4 separate regions of the Anser cygnoides genome follow, and regions 1, 3 and 4 are each linked to region 2. A link is a contact called in public Hi-C data. All regions are on one chromosome and are shown on one strand. The core of a region is the stretch at or near the end of the contact, and the rest is flanking DNA. Distances in the headings are between cores, read along the strand shown. Region 1 has its middle 89 kb from the start of EPB41L4B. Region 2 overlaps PTPN3 (protein tyrosine phosphatase non-receptor type 3). Region 3 overlaps EPB41L4B (erythrocyte membrane protein band 4.1 like 4B). Region 4 overlaps MOCOS (molybdenum cofactor sulfurase).

The links. Hi-C and Micro-C count contacts between places; a contact is called where the count stands out from the background.
Region 1: a Hi-C map of liver shows a contact between it and region 2, with 4 times the contacts expected there. The contact joins two enhancer-like sites. A contact is called at or near these places in 2 of 7 Hi-C or Micro-C datasets (both in liver).
Region 3: a contact with region 2 is called in a Hi-C map of liver, with 15 times the contacts expected there. The contact joins two enhancer-like sites. A contact is called at or near these places in 2 of 7 Hi-C or Micro-C datasets (both in liver).
Region 4: a Hi-C map of liver shows a contact between it and region 2, with 17 times the contacts expected there. The contact joins two enhancer-like sites. A contact is called at or near these places in 2 of 7 Hi-C or Micro-C datasets (both in liver).

The regions. Positions count from the first base shown.
Region 1 is chr2:94,108,811-94,116,014 of Taihu_goose_T2T_genome, reverse strand. No RefSeq gene overlaps it. Among named protein-coding and RNA genes, the nearest start is that of EPB41L4B, 89 kb to the right of the region's middle. Within about 2 kb of position 4,419, at least 2 of the 3 cell types and tissues checked have open chromatin away from gene starts, as enhancers often do. A contact at or near this core is called in liver, where this site is marked.
Region 2 is chr2:94,256,335-94,263,805 of Taihu_goose_T2T_genome, reverse strand. All of the region lies in intron 1 of PTPN3 (protein tyrosine phosphatase non-receptor type 3), which reads left to right. Among named protein-coding and RNA genes, the nearest start is that of PTPN3, 59 kb to the left of the region's middle. Within about 2 kb of position 1,770, at least 2 of the 3 cell types and tissues checked have open chromatin away from gene starts, as enhancers often do. A contact at or near this core is called in liver, where this site is marked.
Region 3 is chr2:94,005,430-94,012,290 of Taihu_goose_T2T_genome, reverse strand. All of the region lies in intron 1 of EPB41L4B (erythrocyte membrane protein band 4.1 like 4B), which reads left to right. Among named protein-coding and RNA genes, the nearest start is that of EPB41L4B, 14 kb to the left of the region's middle. Within about 2 kb of position 5,305, at least 1 of the 3 cell types and tissues checked has open chromatin away from gene starts, as enhancers often do. A contact at or near this core is called in liver, where this site is marked.
Region 4 is chr2:94,498,448-94,504,953 of Taihu_goose_T2T_genome, reverse strand. The region is part of intron 3 of MOCOS (molybdenum cofactor sulfurase); the gene reads left to right. Among named protein-coding and RNA genes, the nearest start is that of MOCOS, 75 kb to the left of the region's middle. Within about 2 kb of position 3,408, at least 2 of the 3 cell types and tissues checked have open chromatin away from gene starts, as enhancers often do. A contact at or near this core is called in liver, where this site is marked.

The DNA of each region.
Region 1 (7,204 bases), core at 3,170-5,669, 150 kb after region 2:
GCCTGACAAAAAGAGCAATGTTTTCCTCTTCCTAGCTCCATTTAATTACAAAACCAAATACAAACAAATAATCCCCTACAACCCAGTTTCCCTACCAACACCTCTCAAAGAGCAATCTTCTCCCCTAAAACAACAATATAGTGTTTATTTCAACTTAGCAGCCAGAGCAGGCTAGCAGAGGGAGAAGAAGGAGCCAATGTGGTCTAGAAGGTAGGAGGCTGGTATTTTCCTTTTCCCACCTGAACAAGCTGGAGACCCAAATAGCTTATCCTTAGCTCTTGTTTTCATACATTTAGCCTTCAAATTGAAAGTAAATTTTGTCTGTGGCGCAGCACAGTGACCACACTGCCTGCCAGCTGCTCTCAAGTGTTCATTTCAGCTTTATCAGTATTCTTGAGATAATGCATGAAAATTAGGGCAAATGGCCTAATTTCATCACATTTAAATTAGGTTACATTCACCTCTGATGGCTAATCTTAGCTAGTGGCCTCCTTAGTCTTCCAACATTTTTACTTCCTATACAATGCAGATGTTGCTGTTTTAATTGGAAATGATCAGGTATGCAGGGCTGATGGCCTCCTAGATTGATATTACTGGAATGATGCACTTTGGGAGCAGGTGAATGAGGCAGTGTCCAAAATGAAAGGATGTACTGATAGCCACCGAAAGGGTGAATGCGTCTCTTATTAATGTACAGCAAGGACACCAGGATGAATGGGGCTGTGTGTGCATCTCCATGCCTTTTGATAGGCTGAATGAATTAGGCAGGCTCAAAGGTTTATCAGTTCCCTTTCTTGGCTGAGTGAGTTTTTCCTTTGATTGAGTAAGGGAAGAGACCCAAAAGTCGTGAGCTGTATTTTTCTCACCTCACTTTCCTCGGTTGCCTATCAACGACAAAATGTACATCTGTGCATCCAAGAGGAAAAAAAAAAAAAAAAAAAAGGCCTGAAAAAGTGGGGAAAACAGTTCCTATTTCTAAGAACAAACAGAGAAGCTCAGCAAGCCAGCACACTTTCAGACTCTCTGCAGCACTGAAAACAAACGAGTATCCAGCTATGTTCCCACCATGTAGCTTAGCTGCACTTAAACAGAACACAAGGGCCTTATACAGAAGGCAGTTTATAGATTGCCCACTGCTCCCTGCTACATATCCTTTTCTGTCTCCCAGGGGTCATGAATAGTACCACCAACAAGGAATTTTTTTTGCATCTGACTGCTTCACTCTGCAGGCAAGGGCACGGAGGGATTTCCCGTTGTTCTCCATTGAGGAAAGCATTGCAAACCCTGGAACTGCGCTTTTGCATCTGCCTTGGCAAAGTCTTCTGTTGGTGATCCCTGGGGGAAAAGTTTTCTACCAGTGGGAATTTTTCACTCCTTGCCAAATCAGTCTGGAAGTCTTCTTGTGACATGTGACATTTGTATTTCATTTTTGGTTGGACCCTCAACATATATATATTGGGGGGAAGAGAGGGTGAAGAATGAAGTAGCAAAAAAGCACCTTTTTCAATATAGCTCTGGCATAGAGAAATGTTTCCATTTTATTTTTAAATACTACTTCTCCTTTTCCTAACAATGATTTCTTTTTCCTGATGGCTTTTTTTAAAACTACATTCACTATTTCACCTTGACTTTCAGCATTATCTGTAAGACTCACTTGCCCATTTTCATTGCCTATAGTAAAAAAAGAAGAAAAAGAATGAAAAGATAGTGAATAACAATGAGAAATAACCAGGAGTTTGCCTGTTTTTAAGGACAGTAAAGCTGATAGGCCAAAACATATCAAGGTACCCAACAAAAGGACCAACTCTGCAGTACTACGGGCTATAGTTTGCTAACTTTATGAAGTTCAATAGCCCTATATTAGTTTGCTTGTCTGTTTTTGTTGTTGTTTTTGTTGTTGTTGCTTGTTTGCTTGCTTCATTTTTCTCCAGTCTGAAATTCTCTGCAGCACTGCTCCAGAACTCTGCTCTTTTGGTAGTTAGACACCTTTCATTTCCATCATGCTCTTTTATGGCTGTTATTCTCATATTAACAATATTTTTAGCTGGCTTTTTCCTCTTGGAGTCTGTTTACATTTCAGTATGGAGCGCTGAGCTGCTGATGCCCATTCGCACTCTGAAAATGTGTATGATTATAAAGTAATGTCTACAGTACTGCCTTAAAAAAGGCTATTATTCTCAGATAGGGAAGAAAAAAAAAAAAGAAAAAAAAAAGAAGTTGTTTACAGGATGGTTAGGAGTTATACAGAGACAAGGTACCTCCTCAGGCAGCACACTGGTGCATCTCAAAATGAGTCCATCCAGTCTGCTGGACATTGTCATGTTTGTGCTTCTCAGACAGCTAATATACCACCCTTGTGCTATCTTCATCGCAGTCATATTAACAATGAAATATGTTCCTTGAAAAGATCATCTGAAAAGTAGTTTTCTGCTGTAGAGATTGGATGGACAAAGGGTGCCTCATCCCATGAAAAAGAAAAAAAATATATATATATATATTAATTTCAGTACATTCCCTGTTCTACCCACCTAGAAACCTGCGAATTTAACTCCAATAAGTGAGACTACCTCCTAGCCCAGAACAGCCAGCTACCTCGTGGTCAGCAAACACATCTGAAGGAAAAATACCCAGGCTCAAGTCCCTGCTCTGGCTTGCTGCAATGTCAGGTTTAAACCCAAGTCACTCATTACTATTCAGTCAACCTACTGAGCAGTTCACCCACTGGTCGCCTCGCATGTGCTCGGAGGCCTGAGCACAAATAAGAGCACGAATGACTTTGCAGCGAATGTTTCCGTTCGGAGGAATCCTCATGAATAGCTCTGTTGTCAAAACAGTCTCAGCTGGCGTCTGACGAGCGACTGAGGAGCTTTTAGGCAAATGCGTGCAAAAGTGTGCACCGGGTGGGGGCTTCAAGCGTCAGATGTTGGTAAACATTTTCTCTTGTAAGTCAGGAGGGAAGCTGATTAAATGCCTGAACCTACGGTGTGTGGAGGGCCCTCAGCTTCCTCCAAAGCTGAGCATAAATGAGACCTGACTTGTGATTTCCTGGGGGAGAACCAGCCTATGACAAACTACTGGTGGTTTTTGTATATGCAAAAAAGTTGCATGATGGCAGGTGAAAGGAAGCAGCCTGAAGGCCAAGTGTCTGTGCCTGTGGTCATGCAGGCCTGTGGTCATGCAGGCCTGTGGTCATGCAGGCCTTTGGCCAGATCCACATTCATTTATGAACCACAAACTGAAATCAGTAAGAGCCCTTCCTGGGCAAAGCTGGAGAGCAAAGTCATGTCCTAGCTACACAATACTGCTGTCTTCACGCACAGAATCATAGAATGGCTCAGGTTGGAAAGGGCCTTAAAGAGCATCCAGATCCAACCCCCGTGCCATGGGCAGGGACACCACCCACCAGATCAGGTTGTCCAGGCCTGGTCTTGAACCCCTCCAGGGATGGGGCATCCACAACCTCTCTGGGCAACCTGTGCCAGTGCCTCACCACCCTCTGACTGAAGAATTTCCTCCTGACGTCTAATCTAAATCTCCCCTCTTTTAGTTTAAAACCCTTGCCCTGTCATTGTCTGCCCAAGCAAAAAGTCGCTCTCCATCTTTTTTAAAAGCACCCTTGAAGTATTGAAAAGCTGCAAGAAGGTCACCACAGAGTCTTTTCTTCTTCAGGCTGAACATCCCTAGATCTCTCAGTCTTTCTTCATAGGAGAGGTGCCCTGAGGTTGCCCTCTGATCATCCTGGTGACCCTCCTTTGGACCCGCTCTAACAGCCCCACATCATTCTTGTGCTGGGGGCCCCAGACCTGGACGCAGCACTCCAGGTGCGGCCTCACAAGGGCAGAGCAGAGGGGGACAATCACCTCCCTCCACTTGCTGGCTGCTCTTCTGTTGATGCAGGGTGCACTTGGCCTTCTTGGCTGCAAGCACACACTGCTGGCTCATGTCGAGCTTTTCATCCCCTAGGAGCCCCAAGTCCTTCTCTGCAGGGCTGCTCTCAATGAGTTCTTCTCCCAGTCTGTGCTCATGTCTGGGATTGCCCCGAGCCAATACCTGAGAAGTATTATTTTTCCCATTAAACTGCACGGTAAATAGTAATGTCTAAGAAAAAGAACTTTTTAGCTTTTATTTTTCTTTCATTGAATATGAATTCAAAAGCTAAATGATTCTGGGGCAGTGTTTGTGTTGTAAGCTCTCTGCAACGTTTCTTGACATTGATTCATTAATGCTTATATAAAAGTATAAATTTCTGCATGCAATGATTTAGGGACACTCAGCTTAAAATCACAGCTTTACTAGACTTTTTTTAAAAAAAGTGTTTATTACTGCAAATAACACTTAACTGGAAGACATTAAGGGGGGAAAAAAAAAACACACAAAGTTTTTCAAATTAAGTATTTCATTATATTTTGTACACTGTTTGCTACTTGCACCTGCCAGAAGTATAGGAACAAAGCCTGTTTTGAAAAACAGCAATGCCCAGCTCATGCTGTGACTGACAAAGAACCAGAGGCTTCCCTAAAACCGTTTCTTAGATTTTAATTTTAATTTAACTGTACCCTTAAGAGAAACAAAAGTTCATTTGTTCCTGTACTAACACTGTTGAACAGCTATAACACAGCTGGAACAAATATGTAACCTGACCTGCTATTTGTGTTCATAAAAGAAACCCTGAATTTGCATAGTCCAAAGTCATGATGGGACATTGTCCTGACTGTGTATTTTCCTGTCCCAGTAAACAAAACACAAGACTTTTTATAGCCAAAAATATTGCTAAGGTAATAAGAGTTTGTGGAAGCTGCAACGAGAGAGAGTTTAGAAACAGAATAATTAACCATGAAATTATGATCTTGGCCAATAAAGAAGTGCTGAGATTCATTCAGCTAATTTCAGAGGCTTTTCTCATGGCCATTAAAAAGACAGGAGAAAAGCAATCTTATCTTTCATTTCTCCTCCCCCTGAGCAAGAGAGTGATTGCCATTACTTTCAGAGCTGATTTGTCTGTAATTACATTCATTGGTAAAAAGATAAGAAAGTTTGGGTTATAAAACTGAAATAACAAGCAGGTTTCTTTGGTGTCAGCCATTCACAGCAATATTGCAGCACGGATTTTTATGCAGAGATCAAAGCCCGGAAAACCCCAGCAGTTAATGCCAAGGAGGTGTGGTACGAGGTCTCTGTGGCGGTGCTTATCCCACAGCTCAGTGGCCCGACTGCTGCAGAAGCACCTGGAAATTCACAGGAGCCTGAATCAACTGTGGTTATTTTTAATATATATTTTTATTATTATTTTTTCATCCTGGCTGATCTGAAAATCACAGGACTCTGTGATTAGACCTGTGGAAGCTGAATGTGTGTGTGGGTGCTCTGAACTATTCACAGTGGCCGTGGGCTGCAATACAGGAGTGGGTGAAGTTTTTGCCGCAGAGGAAAAAGCATTTCAAAAATGGTAAATAGCTTAAATAGAGACCATGCCATCTTTGAACATTTTTTTGTTCCCTGAGAAATGCACTTCAGCTTTTTATTTTGTGAAATGTCTGTCTTCCAGGCTATTCTGTAAAGTGCTTTTTCATGGTTGAATCATAGGAAGTTAAAATTAAATATGCTACTGCAGAAATTAAAAAGGTAGGCAAGATGAGAGAGCTGAGGAGGCACAAAAGTGTTGTGTGGTGGACAAGAGTTACAGCAAAAAAAGCCTCTTGACCTGTTATTGATATATCCAAGTGCAGCAAAAGAGGCAAGTCCTGGCTGGGAACAAAACGTGAGGTATGGGCTAGGGCTGATCTGCATCTGCTCCATGAAGGAGCTGTGCACAGCTTGGAGCTGGATGCTAAAATAAAAGTCGAAGTATACTAAGAGAAATGCAAATGTGCTTCTTGGGGACAGAAGATACAAGTATGAATAACTTTTATTTTATTTTATTTTATTTTATTTTATTTTATTTTATTTTATTTTATTTTATTTTATTTTATTTCTGGAATACGCTGGTTTAGAACTCACTTTTCTCATTGGATGATGAAAAATTGTGTTTAGTAAACACTATCCCATTCACAGATAAATTCTGCATTCAGTTTGAGAGAAGAGCCAGCAGCTTTCCAGCTGCTGGCCAATTTCTAAACACCAGAGGGGAAGAGCATCACTCGCAGCTTCTGAGCACATTACGCACTGGCGACGCTCTATGGCAGGTCTATTTTAGTAAGTGACAACTGGAACATGAGTAACAAAACGCCTGCAAAGCATGGCTTCACTGTGATCAGAGCCTTTTCCAATTGTTCTTATAATTCAGGGGAAAAAGAAAAGCAAAATTGAAAAACAAAATGAGGTACCACATGGAATTAGTAATGTATTAGACACAAATAGCCTTGGTTTATTTAGTTCTCCGGATGATGCCCTAGCAATCTCCAAAGGCCTAGTGCTTGACAGAGCTCTTCCAACGTGCAGCTCTTGTGTTGGATAAAATTTGAGCTTGGTGCTCTGTGGGCAGATGATGGGAAGTCCTGGGCCTGGATACAAAACTCCCCCAGACCCATTAGGTCATGCATTAACATGTGAGGGGCTCGCACAAAAGCCCATGAGATGCCTCGCGGCTGGGGACCACCAAGCGCTGTGTGTTCCCCAACAAGCTCTGACAGGCTGTACCAGTGGGCAAGACAACTTTGGGATGGATCTGCCCCACGGTCTTGTGGTCTCTGTGAGCAGTATCCTGCATAAAGCCCTGCCATGGGGTTAACAAATGGATGTGGGGCCATCTCTACAGCCTGCAGGAGCTCTGCATTCGCATGGCATGGTGGCCCCGCGGCCTAGGCAAGAGAATGGCTGCCTGCAGGAGTCGGCTGCCGCATACAGTGCCTGGGCCTGGCCGCTGCCAGAGGCGAAGGACCACAGGGAATAAAATATTAATTTAAATTGTATTTGATGAATCTTTAATGCAGCGAGACCGATGAACTGAAGGCCAAAGCTACTTTTGTTAGAAGACAGAATTACAATGTTTCGCAAAACGAAGCTGAAGCTGGGATTTTGAAGAGCACAGCTCTGTGCTCTGCTCCAGTGGCAATACTGTGAGTCACTCTTTTCAGTGAATAATAGCCCCGTGTTCCACTCTTTGGTACTTTCACATAATTTACATTAATTTGTGAACACAGCTCTCTTGTACTGGATAAGCTGCTTATCAAGGTGACATACAGCCATTGTAGCTTCGCACAAAATC
Region 2 (7,471 bases), core at 521-3,020:
GGACAAACTTTCTTCATCGTGTTAAAGATGCAAGGTAACTCCTTTCCACTGTCTTACCTGATTTCTTCCTCTTCTAGTCTCTACCTTGCTACTGTACTTTTGTTGCTGTTTACTTTGTTCCAATCCATCCCCTTATGCTTTAATTCATCCTGTACTTGGTTTCATGCCTGATCACCTGCTTATTCTACTTGAAATCCCTATACTCCTCAGCACCTCTGCTAATCATTGATTCAATTGACCTTATCAGTTCTGGTGTAGATTTTCATTTGAACATTCCCTGATACAATGCTTTTAAAACTTTAGGAAGGAGAACCCCCCTTTTTTTTTTTCATGAATGCAATAAGATTCAAACCAGGAGGCATTCTCCTTGTGTTTCCTCCTGAAGGTTTTGAACTGCATTTTAGCCAGTGCTGTGTCGTGAAGCTCCCCCAGACCTCCCTTTCATGTTGCTGATGTGCTTCTCTGGCTGCTTTTCCTTTGCAGGTGCTGGACAGGCAGCCAGCCCGTGACCACATTCAGTCCCCAACAAAACTGTTCTTCCACTTACTTTATCTAGTCTTTCCCGTGGCATTTATGTTTAAACTCTTCCTGCTCTTGACACGTTGCTTCAAAAGGGGGAGTGTAAGTTACCGCATGAACTTACCCTGGTTGAAGGTTAGACACCTTACATATCAATTTCAGTGAAATTTGGGCTAGATTTGACAGTTAATCCCTATTACTTGCTAAAGCTGACTATTTTTTCTAGTTTTTGCAAGGGACAAAGTTCTTTAGGTGAAATTTCTAGGGTTTATTAATAGTAGAAAAGTGTGTATGGCCTAGGCCAGAGTTTGTACTTTGGTTCCAAAGATCAGATGCGGGTTGAGTGCATTCATCATGTGTAAATATTGATGGCACATTCAGAAAGTTCTTGTGGGCAAGCAGATCACTTACATGGTCGTGACAAGGTACATTTTGCACTAGGAAAGCAATTAAGGTTAAATAAACAAAGCTGAGTATTTTTATAGAGGTGTAATGTAGGGTAGACAGTCTGGAATAGGGGTCGTTAACTCTGTTGCTGATCTTAGCATAAGCTTAAATATTAGGAACCTGTATAAAGGTTTAGCTAATAGCTTTTAAAATAAAGTAGCTAATCTACTTTATTCAGTTATTGAGGCAAAATGAGCTTGACAGCATTGTTTGAAGAATTGATTTCAAATTAACTTGTCCTTTAAAGCTCTCATGCCAAGCAGTTCTTTTCAGGGAAATGGGCTTTGGCATTGATTTGCCATAGTGATTGCTTTTGGTTGCTTGACTAGAACCGGGAGTATTGTGTTTTCAAGTACTTCTTGTTTTCATGCCTTTCCTTTAAAATGTGCTTCTGGTGTGTTGCAGGGTTACAAAGAAACACAAATGAGAGAGCGTTGGTAATTCTGGACTTGTGTGTTATTTCTCAGCCTAGCTGTGACTGTAGCCCTGACCTGATAAGGTGCTGCAGTCAACTCCCTCTTCGTCTCTCCCAGCCCGTCCATACCACATTTTGAGGAATTTGCCTATTGCAAGGCATTACTTAACATCACTGCCACGCAGAAGTACCTAACGGTGGGGCAACCGCTGGAGAAAGATTGGATCTCAGCCCCTTGTAAGCAAGCTCTCCCTTTCTGCTCCTGTTTCAGCATAAAGCAGCAAAGTTGGCCCAGTGTCTGCATTCCTCTGTAATCAGTTGCCACAGCATGCTAAGGTTGCTTTGAGGGAAGTAGATAAATATTCTACCTGCCAGCCAGGGATATAAAAGCCGAAATAGGAGGGACTGGGGAATGTAAGATCTACTTGGCAAAATTTGGTGTTCGTGTGTGTGTGTTTGGAAATGCCTGGCATCATCTCACGTGTTAACTGATTTGGAAGCTAAAGTTGGAGGCTAGTTTGTTTGTTTTTTAAACTCTGGAAAAATAGCAGCAGTTGATATGTAGTGGGTAATATGGATGTGTTTTAAAATAAGGAGGTGATTTAATTCTGTAAATTAAACGAGCCTTGCTGTGCATGGCAGCCTTAACAAGCTCATAAAGACAAGGTTCAGGAGACTTGCAGTACTTCAGATAGCAACGAGAAGCTTCGTTACAAATGCTCCGTGGTTGGGTAGCTGCGCTGAAAATGAACAAGGACAACAAAAACCCGAAGTGGGCTTGAATTACTTGTGAATGCACTGTGTGTCAGTGTGATAGCCAAATACAAAGAAGCCCGAAACCATGGAGTACTCCACCGGGAGCAAGCAGGTCCTCACCGAGTCAGCTCTCCGCAGCCGTGCTCTGCCTCGTCCGGACTCCAGCCAGCAACACCACACGTGCAGAGCTTGCACGGCTCAGAGAAGTAAGCCTGTCGGTCTGGTAGCCTCACAGCAGAAGGTTGCACGCACGATAGCTTTATAGACAAGTGCTCTCCGTGCAAGACCGCAGGATCTGTTCCCTGTCCTGTCCTCCCAGGTGCTACCTGGGCCGAGCTGCTCAGTTGCCCAGCCAGCCCCTGCGGCTAAAGCTGCACCAGGTGCTGACCAAGGGACTGCCACTTGACTGTTTAGGGCTACGTAAACTCATTTCTTCAAAGGAAGAACTTGGCCGAAAGACCACCACTCTTCCATACACGGTAGAGGGAAGACACAGGCGCATCTATTTTAGCGTAATATTTTTTGGAGTGGTTTCCTCGTGGCACAGCATGCTGTGGTCACTTGGTGCGTGTTAGTCTTGTAGGGTGATGAAAAAATTACCTAACTGGGATGTAACGATATAAATGTTTAGATTTCCTTGGTCTAAAACATACACTGTTTAAATGCTGATGGAAAAACGGAAAGCACAGAGTGTTTGCAAGCAAGAACATGTCCAGTAATTTGTTTACTCTAATTTCTTCTTCACCGTGTGTAGGAATTGCTTTCTTTTTAAAATGTGGACAGGCTAACATGTGCAGGGGTCGGACAGATTGCTGGCTATTTTGGGTGGCAGTGTTGCTCCTTGTTTTGTTTGCCTGTCCTCCTTTTTGCAGGAAGGGGACATGCACCAGCTGTGTGCAATCAGTGCCACTGCAGGTCCTGGCAAACACTTCGATCCTGTTAGGCGATAATGAACTGATGCGATCCTGGGTGCTTTGAAGTCTTTGCAACAAACACCCCCCCACGCAGTCCTCCCCCCAGAACCCCAAAGTGTGCTTTGGTAAGTGTGAAATACAGATTTGTCAGCTGATCATAAACAGGGAAGAAGATGAGAAGACGAAGCAGGAGCAGTAGCAGAAAACCGTTCTTCCATGACGATTGTTTACAAAGTGCAGATGTTCGTCCGCTGCCTTTTCTAATTCTCAATTTGTTTTTTCTTCCTGAAGACTTACAAAACATCGCGGTTGTAAACTTTCTGGAGAAGTTGTTCTCCCCCATCCCTTCAAGTAAACTTCAAACGTGAACACCTTCAGTTTTGCAGATCTGAATATATAAAACTTATGTTCAGAGTATCAGGAGGTGTTTTAATTTCCTCATGCTATTTAGCTTCTGTCTCTAAGTTACAAGACTTCTGCAACGCATTTTCAAGCTCTTTCCTCTAGTTTGTGACGTAGAATTTGTGTAATTCTTTCAAATAAAGTACCTTTGTGAGACTTCAGAATTTTCTGAACTCGTGTTGCTTTGAACAGCCCTGCAGGATAAATTGAGCACAGGTTTAGTCTCTTAAAGAAAGTTTTTCCAGTACTTACAGATCTAAGTCAGGTTGGCAGTTTTAAGTTCCCTCCATAACATAACCTTTTAATTTTGTTTGCACTTGTGTCCTTCCTTCTTTTTTAAAAGAGGAATTGCTGTGGTTAGGTTATTCTCCTATCCTTTTTTTTTTTTTTCAGTAGTATTCTGTGCTTTGCTCTAGATCCATTTGGGGACCGTTTGCGGCTGTAAGCTTTATAGCATAGGAAGTCTTCTGTCATGCTTGAGGGAATGTATTTAAAAGCTTGTGGCAGAACATGGATTATAAAACACTTGAAGCATGAATTTATAAAAAGCAGTTCCATGAGGTTTGAAACTTTAAGGTCTAAAGGAAAAGTCTGGATGAAGGAAGAGAATTCTTAGTAATTTTAGGGAGAGTTGTGTGTTCATTAACACAGTTTACAAGACAGGATTTTTTCTGAAGTCTGGGCATTTCTCTAACAGGAATGCTTTCTTGCAAAAAATAAGGACTGGGTTTTGTTGCTGCCGCTTTTTCACAAGTTTGTAAAGAACATGGTCCCATATTGTGTTCAGAAGCAGATTGAGTAATGACCGTCAGTGGAAAATCGTGGATAACGCTGCAGAACTTGAATTTAGGGTTGTCTGGGGATCAAGAGTACTGCTCAAAATCTAGCATGTAATTAAAAATTACTTAACCTGTTCCGAGTTCGTCAGCTTAATACCAACTGCAGGAGAAAACTTTTGTCATCTGTCTTGGTGACTGCAGCTTGCCTGCTTCTGAGGTTTGTGAAAACAACAGAAAGTGTTTTAGCTAACTGTTTGGCTCGACAGTATTAGAAATCTTTAAGTAATGGGGGGCATCTGTGCAGTTTTTTACAAATTGTGGGGCCTTTTGATGTTGGGTGTGCATAGGACATTAAAAATACGGTGGTATTTGGTCTTTTTTCCTGAAGCTTGTGAAGATATCGCTGCTAATGGCTTTCTTTATTTTATGTCTGAATACTTCAAATGAACCTCAGGCAGCTGGAGATCTCAGCACTGTCAAGCTTTTTGCAGCTTTATGACTATACATGTAGATACGAGAGACCGTCATTGAAAACACGAGATTATTCTAAGGTGGGACCTTCAGCAGAGCAGGCATTGCGTCCTGCTACGCATTGATGTTCCGAGTCTGCTCCTCCTGCTCCTTATTTTATGTTTGCCTTTCATCCCGCTCGTCAAGTGACAGGAGAGCTCATACAGAGTTACGAAGCAGTGTGTTTGATCCTGAACCGTGCCCACTCGAGAAAGAAACCTCAGTCATCTGTAAACTCAGGCCATCTCTCAGGTGCTGTAGCAATGTTTCGCGGAACTTCACAGCCCGCTGCTGTTCGCTTCAGGGTTAGCTTTGTGTGGCATCAGTAACCCTCCCTGTTGTGATGAAGGCTTTTGTTCTCCTCTTCCCCCCCCAGCTTTCCAGGGGATGTCATGTCACTGCTGCTGTCAGAATTCATTAGCAGATTTCAGCTGTGTTCGGTTCTTTGTCGTGCTGTGGCAGTTAATGGTGCTGTAGCAACAAGCTCTTAACTTTCTCCACAAGCCAGTTAACTACAACATGCTTTTTTTTTTTTTTTGGTTGAAAAGTATGCTTTGGCAATTAGAGAACAGTCATGATCCATGTTCAATTTGAAGAGAAGTGACCTGTTCACAAAATGTCTGTAGTGACAACATCAGATATAAAACTTGGACACTTAGATATGGAATGTACCGTTCTATTTTTTTTGTCTGTAGCCTTGCTTTTTTCTGCCTTTTTAACATATATATATATATAAAAAAGCTTAAATTAGATTAAATTTCTTTTTTCTGTAAACAAAGATGATGAAAAGTACAATAACATCAGTTTTGATGAGAGTAATGAAATGCTTGGTGACTTCATTATGCATTATCTGTAGTTTTGACATGAAAATGTAACGTGTTTTTCAGAGGGAACAATTGTAGAAAGAAGTCCTTTAATGGACTGATTAATGTATAGAAAAAATATTTTGGACATGCAGTTGAGATGAGAGGAAATTCCGATTTTGGAAAGCTGTATTTTTTATTTATTTATTTAACATACCTGTAGGAATCAACTTAGTAAGAGGTATGACCTACAAGCCATCTATACATATATACATATGGCTTGTAGGTCATATATATATGACACATAACATATACGTATATGTATATATATGTTATCTATTAGTTGTTAACCATCGTGCTGCAGAACTACTATCAAAGGAAACACAATGTTTGAATGTAGATCAGCAGTTTTGTAACTGATGGGTAATAACTTTGAACTCTTGTCCTCTGTCACAAAACAGCATGTCTTACATAGTAAACATGTGAAGTTAATTGTTTCCTACGACTGTAGCTGGCAATAAAATTGACGTGGTGATTTTCATTTGTCATACTGTACTTTCATGAAATATAGTTTATTGCCCACTAACGTAATATGAGGACTTTTTAAATTTTCTTTTGTTGTTTTAATTAACTTGATACCTGAGTTTTCAGAATATTTTAGTAGCTTTTCTTTGTAAAGTTCAAGGACGAGTGCTTACTACTTTGGTTTTGAAGATCTGAGGACATGCATTATTTATTATAAGCTAAGGGCATTATTTGGTTACCTGAATAGTGTAGGTGTGGGTACAGGTTTGTATTTGACATTACAGTTTTAACAAAAATTTGCCTTCGTATAATTTAGTCCAATCTGAACTATTTATGAGAAGTGCTGATAGTTGGGCACTGCAGTGCTCAACTTCTGTTTAGACTCAGCTTTTTTCTTCTTCTAGTCTTCAGTGTTAACGTAAGACAACACTGAGCTAAGGAAAGTAAACTTTGACTTTCAATCTGCAGTTTCTAATTGACTTCGTTCAGTATGGTTTGTAGCCAAAAAAGGCATTATTTAGGAAATAAATGCGTGATAGATCTTGCCTTTGTCTGTGAACCACTTTTCTTTTGAGCTGTGGTTGTGTTCCAAGCTGAAGCAGACCATAGAGGAAGCTATAGAGTTCCTGAATTCTCCAGTTCCCGTGGTGCAGGAAATGGAGCAACAGCCATTACTGCGGCGAACACGCTGTTTTAAGGGGTTATTTTAAAGGTGAGTTTTTATAAAGAAACAAGGCGGATACTGTATAGATCTTGTACATGAGCAATAAAAACTACTGGAAATTTGAGAGCGTTACAAATGTTTGCTGTTCTCACCCGTATTTTATAGTACTTGAGGTAGTGTAGGGAGAAGGTCTCTGCAATTACTTCAATTGCTTTTTCCTCCTGTTTGTTTTTGTTCTCTGACTCATTCTGCATATAGTAGATGGTATCGGCGGACTACTGCTAATCCGGTATCTCAGGTCTGACTGTAATGCTCCGCGCTGTGTAAGATGACACACTGGGTCCGGCAATGACTTAGCTGCGTGGTTTATTTCCGCGGATGTAAAGTGGCGTTGGTGAGGTTGGTATGACCAGATTCACAGACCTGAAGTTTGAAGGGTCACTCATACAACCTGGTTTGATCCTTTGTAAAAAGTGTTTGCCTCAAAAGTTGAATTAAATGACGCTTAAGAAGCTGAGTACCGAAATCGATGGTCAGTATTGGTTTTCCACCAGTAAGCTCTTCTAGAATTTAGTTACCTTCAGGTTATCTGATTTCGAGACGAAGCTTTCAGATAAGTAGTCTTGCTGTTGAACACGTTGCAGAGGCTGTGGTAATTCTTCTCCCTGCTCCCCCATGTAAAGACTTTCCAACAAGTTTTCAACCACCTTGCAGCCTCCTCTTTGACTAAGTGGACG
Region 3 (6,861 bases), core at 4,056-6,555, 260 kb after region 2:
AAGCAGATCATCAGATATTTCCAGCATGATCCGTTTGAAAATTGTTATATGAGGAAAAATGAAGTTTTTATCATCAATGTAAAATACTGTTAATCAAAAGGTTATGTCAAAAAGACTTTTCCCAGCTCCTACTGTCAGTTTAATCTCATTTGTGTACTGGTAGGAGTGGGGAATTTTCCCAGTTGTTTCAGCAAGCTTGAGGGCTTGTATCTTTCTAGTAAGAGAAAATATTCTGAAGAGCCTCTGTTACTTCACTGTGACTTTCAGTAGCTGTTCATGGGTGTGAAAATGGGCAGGCTGAAGTGCACGTGGTGTCTGGAAGGGTAGCCCTCAAAATAAGCTTTTGTTTGTTTGTTTTCTGGATTTCTGAGGCATCTTACTGTTTCCTGAAATCTTGAGTTAGTTCTTAATTTAAGGCAAACCAAGCTTGTAAGTAATAACCTAAATCTTCAGCAGGGTGTTCAGAAAGACTGTTTCATGAGCTGCAAAGCAGACAAACAGCTAGCTTGCGAGGAAGATGGGGCAATATTTAGCTGAAGAGCATCCGTTCCTCTTCATCAGGTGCATGCTGACCTCGCCACCACAGGGCTGATGCTGTCAGGACCGGGGAGCCTAGCTGACTTGTGGCAGCTCCAGCGGTGCCATTTGTCCCATCCCAAGGCCTAGCGCGTACAGGGAGGAAAACTTGTTAGCTATTGCTACCACAATGCTTCTGTCACCTTTTGCATTGTATTTCTCTCACCAGCTTTTCGTTGGCTGCATATAACAAATTTTCTTTTAAAGCGAACTTCTTCCCTCTTGCATGCTTCAGCTTTAAGCAACGTAGCGGTAGGCTTTAATTAAATGCTAAGTGGGGAATTTTGAGCAGTTTAAATGGCGACTGCAGTTCTCTTTATGAGCCTTAGAAATTAGAAAACTGCAAACTTTTTTGTACCAGCCTGTAAAGTAGGGCAATAGTCTGCATTGGGGAGTTCATACAAGTGAGGTGGAGAATGAAATTCTCTTGTTTCCGTGGGTTTTGTGCAAGTGAAAACACTGATTGAAATAAACTGCTAGATGGTTGACTGACCCTGTGCCATCCAGCAGGAGTTTGTTGTGCTAAGAAACATCCCTGCAGGCGAAATATTAATTCAGCACAGCTCCAAAGTGACAAGATGAGATCGCTGTGTCTGCTTCCGAGAGTGTCAACCCGCTTTGCTTGAGAAGTATGTTCTGTAAAAGTCAGGTAACCCCAACAGAAGCAGAGATGTTAGTGGAAGCTCTTGGAGAGATGAACCAGGCAGTCAGTCAGCTGCTGGGTGCAGGGCTGGTGAGGAAATGTGTGCTCTGGAGTATACTTCTATTTCTGTCCTATACACGGACATAACCTGCAGTGCTAATAAACTTGGAGTGGTTTTATAGCTAAAGGATAGGTTATAAATGTGGAAACGGGCACCATAGTTACTGCTGGGAGGCAAGCATGCAGCTTGGTTTCAGATCTAAATGAATTTATGATGTTATTCAAAGCGACATTTGTATCTAAAAAGCCCTTGTGAGACTGGTTCCTGGTGGGTAGGGAAAAAACAACATTGATGTTTAAGGTAGCTAGGATTTATGGAACCTATTATTTTTGTACTTTTTGTATCTGAGTAAGTAGGTAGGAAGACCGTTTCCATATGGCTTGACTAAATGAATGCATGCTTATATATACTAACAGGACCACATTGCTCTTGCTTTTTGTTTTTACAAGTGATTATTTTTTTAAAGGGAATTATGTTAGAATGAAAGATTTGCAGAAAAACACTAAAAAGATTATTCCTACCTGTTTCCATCTTTATTGCTATTTCCAACAGGACTACCTCATCTGCTAAACAAAGAAAATTCACTTTGGATAAGTGGCTAGCAGAGGTTCCAGCTGTCTTTTGTTCTCATTTGTTCCTTCTTTTAACATATTTTGTTAAGGCTGCTATGATGATGTTAAATGGAAGTTAACTGCGTGCTCTTCCTCAATATCCTTTGGAATATGGCTCTTTAAATTATATTGGGGAGTTAGTCATATGGATGGCTTGTAAAGGAATAGCTGCTGAACTGTAGATTTATTTCAGGTCAGGAAGGGTCATTATGAACACTTAATCTGTTCTCCTTCCCTGCTCAATCTCTAGACCTCCTTGCAAGATGTTCCGATTGTCACTTTTTAGCAGCAACATCTCTCCTTGGATCTCATTAGTTTTTCTGCTATTAAGAGTCTTTAAGGAGAAGCAGTTACTGCTTCATGTTGTATGTGGACGGTTCAGAATAATGATAGGCCCTTTAATATATCTGGTATTTTTATGGTCCCTGTTATCCCCTGGCTTAGTGTCTGAGCGGGCTTGCGATGAAGAGTCTCGGGACTGTGGGAAAAATATTCTCCACATGAAGGCACATGGATTTCACACACACGTCACCTCTTAGTCCTGTCTTTGATATTCTAAATAGATAAAAAGAAATTTTTCTGTCTAGATGCTTTTGAAACTCAAAATTGTTCTTGGTGTCTTATTTGTGACTGTGCAGACGTGCTTAAATGCTCAGGCATTTGAACAGAGCACAGCGGTGATGTTGTAATGGCTGGTGAGCGTTGTATGAAAGGGCATTGCTCCTTACCTAATGCTGCGTGCTTCATTCAAGGCTCATGTTTACTTTCTTGGCTGTAGCACTCTGCTGCAAGCTCATGGTCATTTGCTTTTCTGTTGTTTCACCAGAGTCTTACAGTGCTGCTTAAATCCAGGGCACTATCTTCAACCAAAGCTTCTGTTGGTGTGTGTGTGGGTCCTGTGAGTTCACTGCATTAAGCTACAGTGTGGTGATGCAATTCTGCATCCTCAAAAGATGCAAATCAGTCTGTGCAATCAGCAAGACCCATCATCTCTTGCTACTGTGCCAGTTTTGTAGGTTCAGCAGGAGCCTAACTAGTTAATTCTCTCCCAGGGAAGGCCGGTGTGTGTGAGCAGAACACCTCAGGATTGCACTGAATGCTGCTGCCTGGGTGCTTTCCTCCTTTCCCTTCCTAATTGTTATAATTCCCCCCATTTTTTAATCTACCTTTTGTGGACTACACATGTCTATTTTAGGAATGCTTGTTTCTGTCAGGTTGTCTCATAGGCTGTGCTTTGAGAATACAGGTGTTTCCTGAGCAATACGAGCTCGGAGTTCTTGGCTTCTTGCTCCCATCCTTGTGCTGCTGGCAGACAGCTGCCCTTTCAGCTGTTTGTGAGGCTGTGCTGAAAGCCAGGTCAGGGATCAGATCCAGGTATGTTTCACTCTAAAAATAAATTTTTAGAAGAAGTGCTTTTACAGCATTGAATGGCAGAAACTGTTTTTGTTAAAGGTACCACATAACTAAGGGACTAAGCGATAGAAGAAAAACCTGACAGAGGGCATGGGAGCTCTTCAAGGCAAAAGTGTTATAAAAGCCGCTGTGTTGTTGAATTGAGGGTTGAGGGTATAAATAATCACTTTAGGAATGGTTCATTCTTGTACTTAGTGCTCTTACAGCTGGATCATGCGAGTGTTCCTCACCTGCCCTAGCAGCCAGCCAGGTTAGGGTGACGTGAACAGGGAATGCCGTGTTGCTGCAGCGGCGGGACTCGGTGATGGAGGTGGAAGCAAGTAGCTTGAGCTAGGTCTGCTAGAGCTGATCAGTGCCCAAGTCAGATGTCTAGCAGAAGCCTATTATTCTAAGGCTCCTTATTGTCATTATTAAATAAATGTATAGTCTCATGGAGGAAGAAATTAGACTTATTTATGAGACTTAATTTTTTTTTGAAACCATTGAGTAGTTTAAATTAGGCTGCTGTCATTTAATTTATTCCTGACTGGACCCAGCTGTCTCTAGTTTTTATTTTTTGGAATCTAATAGGGAGACAGAATTGATGAGAATAATAAAGCTGATACTGAAATTAGAAAGATTCTAGGAATTTAAGAGAAGGACATTTTTTTCTAGGCTCCACATGCGGAATTTCAAGCTGAACCAGGGCTGAAAAGACTATTTTTTAATGGTCATTTCTTGATGCGGATATCTTGTGATGGAGTACTTTTCCTATACTCCTTAGCCCTTTGAGACTGGCTGCAATTCCTAACCTATCAGCGATCCACAAAATTGAAGTGGTCCGAGTTTAATTATAAAACTTTATTTGCGGATATTCCAGAAATGAGTCTTGTTGCCAATACAAATAGTCACTATTGATTGTGAGAAGCGGAAATATACCAAATTTGGATTGAAATATCTAATTCCTGTTTTTTTTTTTTTGTGGTTTCTCACTTGGAAATTAAACTGTGTTTGACTTCATGGTGAATTTTCCAGATTAAAAATTGTCATATTTGTTGAAAGAAATGTGGCTTAAGAATGTGATCTAAAACAATGCTTTTTCTAAGAAGTAGGTAGAGCATTATTTATGTCTTGAAATCACAAATGGACGGTTCTGAATCATGGTAAGAAAGTTCCAGTGGAAAATGCTTTTTAGTTCCAAATCCACACATTATATTAGACAGATTTCAACTGGAATGACAACTATTCTAAACATTTGAATAAACACATTCTTTTTTTGAACACAATTTTGCCTTTTTTGGGGGGGGGGTGGGGAGGAACCAGTAAAATGCTTGAGAAGAGTCCCCAGCTCTCCTGGTGCTTCCTTGCCTATCTACACGTGCCTCCATGCATCTCAGGTGAGGGGCATTATTGCACTGGAGTCCTCTGTATGACACTGTGCAGCTGTAGGGTGACGGGGGCGAGTTGGAGTTCCTGGTCTGCAAAGCCAAAGGGTGAATGTATTGACCAGCTTTCCTGGGTGAAGGTTTCAAGTTTAAGATCCATTTATTTTAAGTTGTAGGCATTGGCGGCTTCTCTTGTGATGCTGCCAAAGCTTCTTTAGAGGTGTTTTACAGTCTGGGTAGTAAGGTGACAGTGTCTGTAATCCCCTCCTGGACAGAAAGACTTGAGGCTTTGATAAACAGCTGCAAAGCGATTACCCGGAATTGCCTGCGGTGTCAGTGCCTCCAGCTGTCTTGCTTTGTGACTAAATTGGCAGAAGGATGTGTGCGCCTGTATCTTAGCCTGCCTGCTGAAGACCCAGATGAGATTAAACCATGAAGTACTGCACTGCAGTGCCCGAGGTAAAAGCGTGTTTCGTGCTGTGGAGGGGTGATCTCTAGCAGCCTCCCGGGAGCCTGTGCTGCGTGCGGGGTACTGCTCTGTTCGACAGCTCCAGCAAGATTTGCCAGCCTGGGCCTCCGCCTTCACAAGAAGTCTGCTCTCGTAGCGTGCCTCACCCGTGAGGAGTCCCCACATCCTTCGTCCTGTGCTGCCGTGAGCTGACTGCTCGGCTGAGCAGCTCGACGCCCGTAGCGTGCCGGATGTCACAGGAGCCGAGCGCTCTTCCGGCTCTCAGGAGCTGGCAACAGTGGTTGCTTGCCCTGCTGACTTCTTGGTACGATTTTGGGCAGCTCGTTCTGCATCCATTGTATTCTTCTTTAGGAAATCTTGTCTGGGAGGCCTCTGCAAATGTACCTCAGGAGCAAATTCTGAGTTTTATACTAGCCAAAACAAGATCTCAAGCACTATCTCTTAGAGAAATAGGCTGTTTATCGGACTGATAAACTAAAAAAAAAAATAAGACATGCAGTGTAGATGTCACAAAGCCTCCCGAGTAGCGTAAGATTGAGGAAATTAGTTTAGCTGTAGTACCTTTTTATCTGGACTTTGTTCTAGAAGCAGAATTTCACCTTACTCAAATAACGGAGGTTGACTAAAGGTATTGCAGTGTTACAGTACAAAGTTCCCTTGCTTTAATGCTATCTGTTGCATTGGATTGAAGTGACTATCTAGTGAGAAGCCTGTAGGGTGGAAAAGATGAGCTTTCCTTGTGGAACGCCCTATAAGCTGAAATTAAAAGCTTACAGCTTTTTCCATGGCGCTGATCACAAAGAATTTGGTAAAGAACAGTGCAAAAGCACAGACAAAGCTGATAGCTTACTAAAATATGATTATATCTATACTGTAGCCAATAGGTTATAGGTATTCTAAGTACATATTGGTGACTTGTTAAAGCTACACACTTGTAATCACAGAAAGCTGAAACATTTGTCATGAACTTTTCAAGTTGGAGGATAAAGTCTGGTTTGGTGCTGCCCTGCCCAAGTGTGTGGTGCTTTGTAAGTTAACAGGGCGGAGGGCTGGGGGAAGGGAGGCAATTCCAAATTAAGTTCTCTGTTTGCTTTGAGACTTGATAAATGTTTCTGCTGATCTGGTGGGGGAGGAACTAAGTCCATCTGGTTATGACCATGTGTATGCACTCATTTATGTTTATGAGTTGTCTAAACACACAAATTACTAGTTCATTCTGCCAGTGGAAAACAGGAAGCCTAAATGCAATACTCGTATCTTGCGTATAACATAAATGCTTTAATATACTTCATTTACAAATTTACCAGTCTCAGTGAAGTAGGTATATGCTTATCAATTGGCATTTGGCAGATTGGTTTCTCTCTCCAACTGTTAGATTCAGAGTTTGTAGTTTAGACATACTGGTAGCATAAGGGCTGTCTGCATTTGGGGTAGTGATGATAAAGGAGTCCACTGTGCTGTTTGTGTTTACAACCTTGTTTATATACCCGTGTGTATGCACATAAACTTATATTTGTAGTAAGTAATACATAAAGGTATTACATACATAGACTTAGAATCACAGAATCATTAAGGTTGGAAAAGACCTCCAAGATCATCTGGTCCAACCATTCTACTACACCCTACTACCAATGTCACCCACTAAACCATGTCCCTAAGCACCAAGTCCAACCTTTCCTTATATATGTAATTTGTAATAACCACACGTTAAAGGGTAGGGAACT
Region 4 (6,506 bases), core at 2,159-4,658, 240 kb before region 2:
CAGCAGATACCACAGGACTGTAAGTTGGTTCTTTCTCTTAAATTGTTGGTCAATGAGCTTTGTTTAGGGAGGACACAGAAGAAGCTCCAGTTGCTGATATCTGTTCTTCTGCATAGCCTTTCAGATCTTGTAAAGCTTTACAAGTATTCAGGAGTAATTTTCTCTTTATTTATATGCGTAGCTGAAATTATTTTTCTCAGTGTGCATGCACACAGAAACATATCTAAGCAAAACAAGATTTCTTTTGATTTTGGTTTGTGCAGTCTGCCTTGTAGTAAAGTGTTTTTCAAGGCTTTGCTATAAACCTTGTTGATTCTGCAGGATATGCAGGGTTTCCTGGGAATCGGGAGGAGATCAAAGCTATCCCTAAGTTCTTCGGGGAATTTAGTTTATCCTGTGTGCAGACAGCATCTCTCACGGTAGGATCCTGTGGGTGAGCAGAGCCTCTTGTGTGTTACAAGAATGCGAATAATTAAACAGCAGCTATGACCTGTGTGTCTGCTCCACCAGTTTGTGGTGAGAGGAAGTGAGATTTTCGGAGGCGCTTTTAAGCTTTTTAGCAGTGGTGGTTTTTTAAGCTCTATTAGCCTTATTTGTCTATTAGCCTTGCAGTTGTATGTTAGATTGAAGCATAAAGGCAATGGAAACTATTCATAATTTTCTAAAAACTTGTATTTTTGGCATGATTATTAGAAGTTGTGGCATTATTTTGATAAAGATTAACCTTGGAAGTTATGTTAAAAGAAATGTGTAGGCACTGAGATCTTAGATGAAATCTATGCTGCAAATGGGAGGAATATTATAAGCACAGCAGGTTGCCCTCGCCAGAATCTCTCTACCTGTAAGTGTTTCTTAGAGACCTCCACAACAGGATGTTCATGCAAAGAAAGGAACAAAAAGGCTGTGCCAAAAACGTTACAATTCTGCTCAATAGCTCTTCCCCAACTGCCAGTCTGCTGGCATTAAGAGGAGTAATAGTCCACTTTCTTTTTGCTGCTTGACCTGTGGTCAAACAAAAATAATCAGTTTGGCTCAGAAGTGGATATAGCAGTATTGGATTACTTAGAAAATTGTTGTGCCATTTAAGAGATTTGAATAATCTGTAGGGGTTGAGGAAGAATGAGTGATGCGTGCCAGGACCTTTTCGTCTAAGGTCTCAGTTCAAGAAGTTATTCAGATACGTGTGTAATTTTAGACAAATTGAAAACAACGAGGATTCTTAAGCATCGAGACTTGAAGACAAGCTTAAATACTCTCCTGAACTGAGGCTTAAGCACCCAATAAATCTGCAGCGATCCTGTGGTGCAGATACCTCATGTCAACACTCCCTTGCTAACTTTAGCGAAGTGCTCTGGGTACATCTGCTGCTTCCAGTGAAAAGCAGACAGCATTTGAAGTGATGGCTGTTGCTGCAGGAGTTTTCTGTAATAGCTGCCAAATGGGAGGGAGGAGGGGGAGAGAGCAGCAGAGGAAGCAGAAACATTTCTGTCTCAAGGAAAGAAACAAATCAATCAGTAGCTGTATGCAGAGAATTGGGGAACCTGCCTAACATCTGTCAGATGAAAACCTGATACACTGCAGCAGAATTTGCTTTATAATCAACCATTTCAGGTGCGCTGCCTTCCGAGAGGCATTCAGAGAGCTGCTTGAAGTTCTTTATGTGCTACAAGGGTGGGATATTAGCAAGAGTACATCTGCCTACGTTTGAAGTGGTATCTTAACAAGGAATATCAACTGAGCTAGGTATCTTCCATGTTCTTTTGTGAAGCTCTTGTGGCGGCATTGCTATAAGCAGTGTGATGCTTTGGTATAAGCGGACCCCTAACCAGAGGGTACATGGAGTACACTAAAACTGCTGGTGGTGGCTTCAGCGGGAGACAATGTTTTAGAGGGAGCTCTTGGAAGTGTACAGATGTTGCCCGGCTCATGGTAGTGTGCAGAAACACCCCTGTGACGTGGTGAGCACCCTGGAAACAGGGTGTCCGCTGGTGAAATCCCGCTGCTGTCAGTGTCTGCTGGGAGGGAGCTGATGTAACCTTTTTGATTTTGGCTAGCAGGAATGAAGAGATTAACGTTTGTATTGCTAGACACTGAGAACAGAGAAACCGGCGGGCACAAAGCAGGGGTGGCCCTGCTTCCAGCTGCAGGAACCTAACCAGAATATGCTGTGTTTTTCTGTAAGGACAGTGGGCTAAGTAATACTGTAAGATACGAGGGTGAATCCCTGAGTGCCGATTCCCAGTTCTCCCCCCTTGCTGCTGAGCCTGGTAGTGGCTCTCCAGGGAGCAGCAGGCATTAAGTAACCCAGATGGGAAGTGGCCAAGGCCACCCTGAGCCACCCAGGCTTGTCACTGTCAGTGCAGTGTTAAATGAGCTGGGGGTCAGCCTCTTCTCACAGGTAACTAGTGATAGGACTAGAGGGAATGGACTCAAGTTGCACCAGGGGAAGTTCAGGTTGGAAATTAGGAGACATTTCTTCTCAGAGAGAGCAGTCAGGCATTGAACGGGTTGCCCAGGGAGGTGGTGGATCACCGTCCCTGGGGGTGTTCAAGGAAAGGTTGGACGTGGTGCTTAGTGACATGGTTTAGTGGGTGACATTGTCAGTAGGGTGACGGTTGGAGCAGATGGTCTTGGAGGGATTTTCCAGCCTTAGTGATTCTGTGATTCTAGATGTAGCGCGAGGATCACCGACTTAGTGGGAGACATCTGCACATTTTGAGTTGAAGTCTGCCTGATGGCAGACCAACCACAACAGAGCGAGGTTTATGCCTAATATTTTGGGATAATAAAGGTATTTGCTTTCTCAAAGACTTGGTGCAAAAGATTGTCACAATACCTTAATTTTTATGTTTCTGTAAAACTATTATTATGCAAGGAAAGGGCAGAGTTACAAAGGCTGGTGTGATCTAAGAATGAAACTGTAAGTTTAAAAAATTGTATGCAGTTCTTGCCCTTTTCAAAAACTTTTTTTTTTTTTAATCATGCATAATGAGGAAAAGCCCAGTAGGTCTATAATGTCAATAAAGAGCAACAACTTGAAATATCTTCTACATTTAATTGTCATTAAATCACAAGCAAAGTAGATTAGGAAAGAGCACTTCTGCTTTTTATTGTGGGCCACTTACTGCTTCTGTCTCCTTCTGCTAATACTCACAGGAGACATCCCTTGATAGCATCTCTTAACAATTCGTGCATCCATCTTTGTTTTAGGGGCATGCGGTGCTGTGCTGCAGCCAGATGGTCCAGACAGATGATAAAAAAGTACAAAATGAGACACCGGAGCACTCATCTCCTGCTGCCCTGTCACATTGAACAAACAGTTAATGAAATCTGAAATTGTAATAGCTAAAAATACATACTTCAGTATGGTGGACTTTCACACATCCCACTGGGATTGAATTGTCTTTTAAATATGGCTTTTGCAGGAAAGTTGCTGAAATCCCTGCCTTTCGGTGTCCATTTCTGGATAAATTCCTAATGAGCTGGGCAGAGAACATAATTATTGTGATAGGAATTTTCTTACATTTTACTCTGGAAATTGCCCACAAAAATTTGACTGTTCTCCAGTGTAGCGTGTTATTCACCAAATAATTTCTTCTGACATTCTTGTTGCACAGATTTTGCAATTCAGCGCTTGAGCCCTTTGATGTGACATAGGGTGAATATTAAGCTCCTGCCTTTGGCTTTTAGAGTATAACCCTTAGAATCAGATTTCAAGTGTACAATTGCAAGTTCTGTGTTTACTTTCCGAGAACATTCTGTAATCACTCAAACTCACAGCACATTTGCTGGAATGTTTGCAGAAAGCAGTGTGCAAAGGGCACAGACATACAGATCATGAATGTATTTAGAACTCTGAATAAATATTCATCAAATCTATTCTGCGCTTTTCATTCTGTTCCTTGTGATATTAGATGTTACCAAAGCTAATATCAAAGCATCAGAGATGTGACAGATCTTCAGAAAGAGTGCTGAAATCATAATAGGTAGAGTTTAAAAGTACACAGAGCAGAGAAGGCAGTAGATTTTATCTGAGAAACCTTTGTACAGTAAACATCTTGGAATTCTGTTCTCCTGCTTCACGGCTGTAATTCAGACCTGATTTTGCTGTGAATAAGTCCAGCGGGATCAAGCCCAGGACTCTGGAGGACAGCTTTGGTAGATCTCTCAATCTCTGGGCAGGTCTTACTGCTCACATCCTGTCTGGTTTCTGTGTGACAAGAGATGACTTTCACAACAGCCTATTGGAATGTGATGGTGCAGAGTAAAACAAAGGAGGTTGTTGTAATGCCTAGTTTTTGTGGAATGTATTTTTTCAGCTGTTAATAAAACTTACCTATTTTGATGAATTTGTAGAATGCTTAGATTCACTAATGCAAGAGGGTTATAGGTTAAATCCGTGTTTAGCGTAAGATTTATTCACTCAATTACATTTTTCCCAAAAGGGTTTCATCACTGTACAAGGTAATACATGAAAGTACCCAGGCTTTCGATTTAGCTTGAATACACTTTCCAGACTTTGAGATCCCAGCAGCAATAAATTTTAGACCGTATTTTTTCTTGAAAGTTAATCAAGGGTAGAGCTTTGTGCAACTGTGAGGATGTAACAACGCTTGTGCCCCTACACGTGCATAGGCTGATAGGAATTGCATCAGTGTTGTCACAATTATTGATTCTGCTGCAGTGTGCAAATTTAGTAGTAGTAACAAGAAGAATAGTTACCCCCTTCCTTCAACAACAGATTTAAGAAATCTTGAAACTAGGAGAAAGATTTTAGTCTGTGCATGAGCAGAGTTTGTGCACAGATTTCAGGTGTCAGCTGTGACATTACTTCTTTTTTTTGTATCAAAAAGAAGAATTTTGCAAATGTTCTTGATCATCCCATGCCCAATAGCCCTTCAAAGAAGTCAAACATGATGAGGCTTCTCCATCCTATTCTTTTGTTTTATAAAAATCCTTGAATTTAAGAAGTCAATATTATTGCTGTTTTGAAGGCATTACCTGTGGGTCTCATCCCACAAGTTAAGTATTCTGTTTCAGCTGAGCAGGGTCTGTCATCCTGTGCATGACAATACACTGCCTATGCGATTAGCCCTCTGCTCATCCTGAGAATCTCCCTCTGACCTGAGTTTTCATGGGACTTCACTGTGCAGAGTAAGAAGTCAAAAACAGGTTCATAAGTTGCAGTGGTTCACACCAATGATGAATTTGGTATTCAGAATGTTTCCCAGAATATATAGAACGTCATTGTCTGTTCCCACATCTGGGCTGACCATCTGACATCTGGATTTCCTGACCTCTTGGGTCAGGTCTCTAACTCCCAGGAGGCAGATAATGAGGAAAAGAGAGATACAAAGCAGTTTCTGCATTTTCTGGCTCAGGTTTTCTGCCTAGCAGCTCTATAGGATGAGGATGCAGTGTGGAAGGATTATAGGCAATTATGGTCGTTAGTATACTTTTTAGTTACTTTTGATTTCATGACGTTTGCTGCTGCCAGGCAGCACAAAATGCAGAAAGGAAAGGTTAATTAACATACATCCTATGGGGTGAACTTTTCTAATTAATAGTTTTAATTGATATCAGAATTAACCAATGGAATATTTAAATATTTAAAATGGCATTAGTTACTCAGTTGATGATTTCCGTGCCCATTTTGATTTGAACAATGTTCCTCAGACAGCACAGGACAGATTGCAGCAGGTTACAGAATATTTCTCTCAGCTCCCTCTCGCATACACAGTGTCTTGTTCTTAAGTTTGATGTTTTCTGTTCATTTTGTAAAGCAGTGGCATTTATACAGAGGTTTCCTGGTGCTAACGTGTTTTAAGTTTTCCCCTCAGCTGTTTTCGTTTTACGATTCTAAAAGTGCCACTTGTGAGCTCCTTAAAATGCTGTTGTTCCTCGTCTCCTAACGAGTTTGCCAGGGATTGCAGCCGGGTTCTGTTTTAAGGCAAGCCAAGAATATCCCTCAACAGCCATTTATGCCTCATTGCATCCATCATGTGCAGAGCAGTTTCTCCCTCAACTGCCAGGAGCAGGGGAAGCACAGTTGTGAGGATTTAAAGTGAATGAAGTGCAACTTGACAGGCAGAAATGATGTTTCCCATGTGAGCGAACACCCATTCACAATTTCTGGGAAATCTTGGGGCTGTTTCAGCCAAAATGCGAATGTGGCTCAGTGCGAACAGTGTGCAGAGAGTGAGCACGCCGAGGCTTTGAAGCCGTAGATCGGCTCAGCGACGAACAACCAGAAAAGCCTTTCACTCCTGAGTGTTTCTGTAGTTGTGGTCACCAGGATGGTTTCTCTGGCATTCACGGTATTTCAAGCTAGCAAGTGATGGGGTAGTCCTCTGTTTTACCAAAGTGTGAGGGTCCTGCAGGTTTCAAGAACCCTTGTGCCAAGGATCACTGGCTCTGCCCTTTATATTATTTTATCTCCCCTTCAAAGTAATAGGAGCTGTTTAATTTTTTTTTCTCTGTAGAATGCTTCAGTGTTCTTCTTAGAA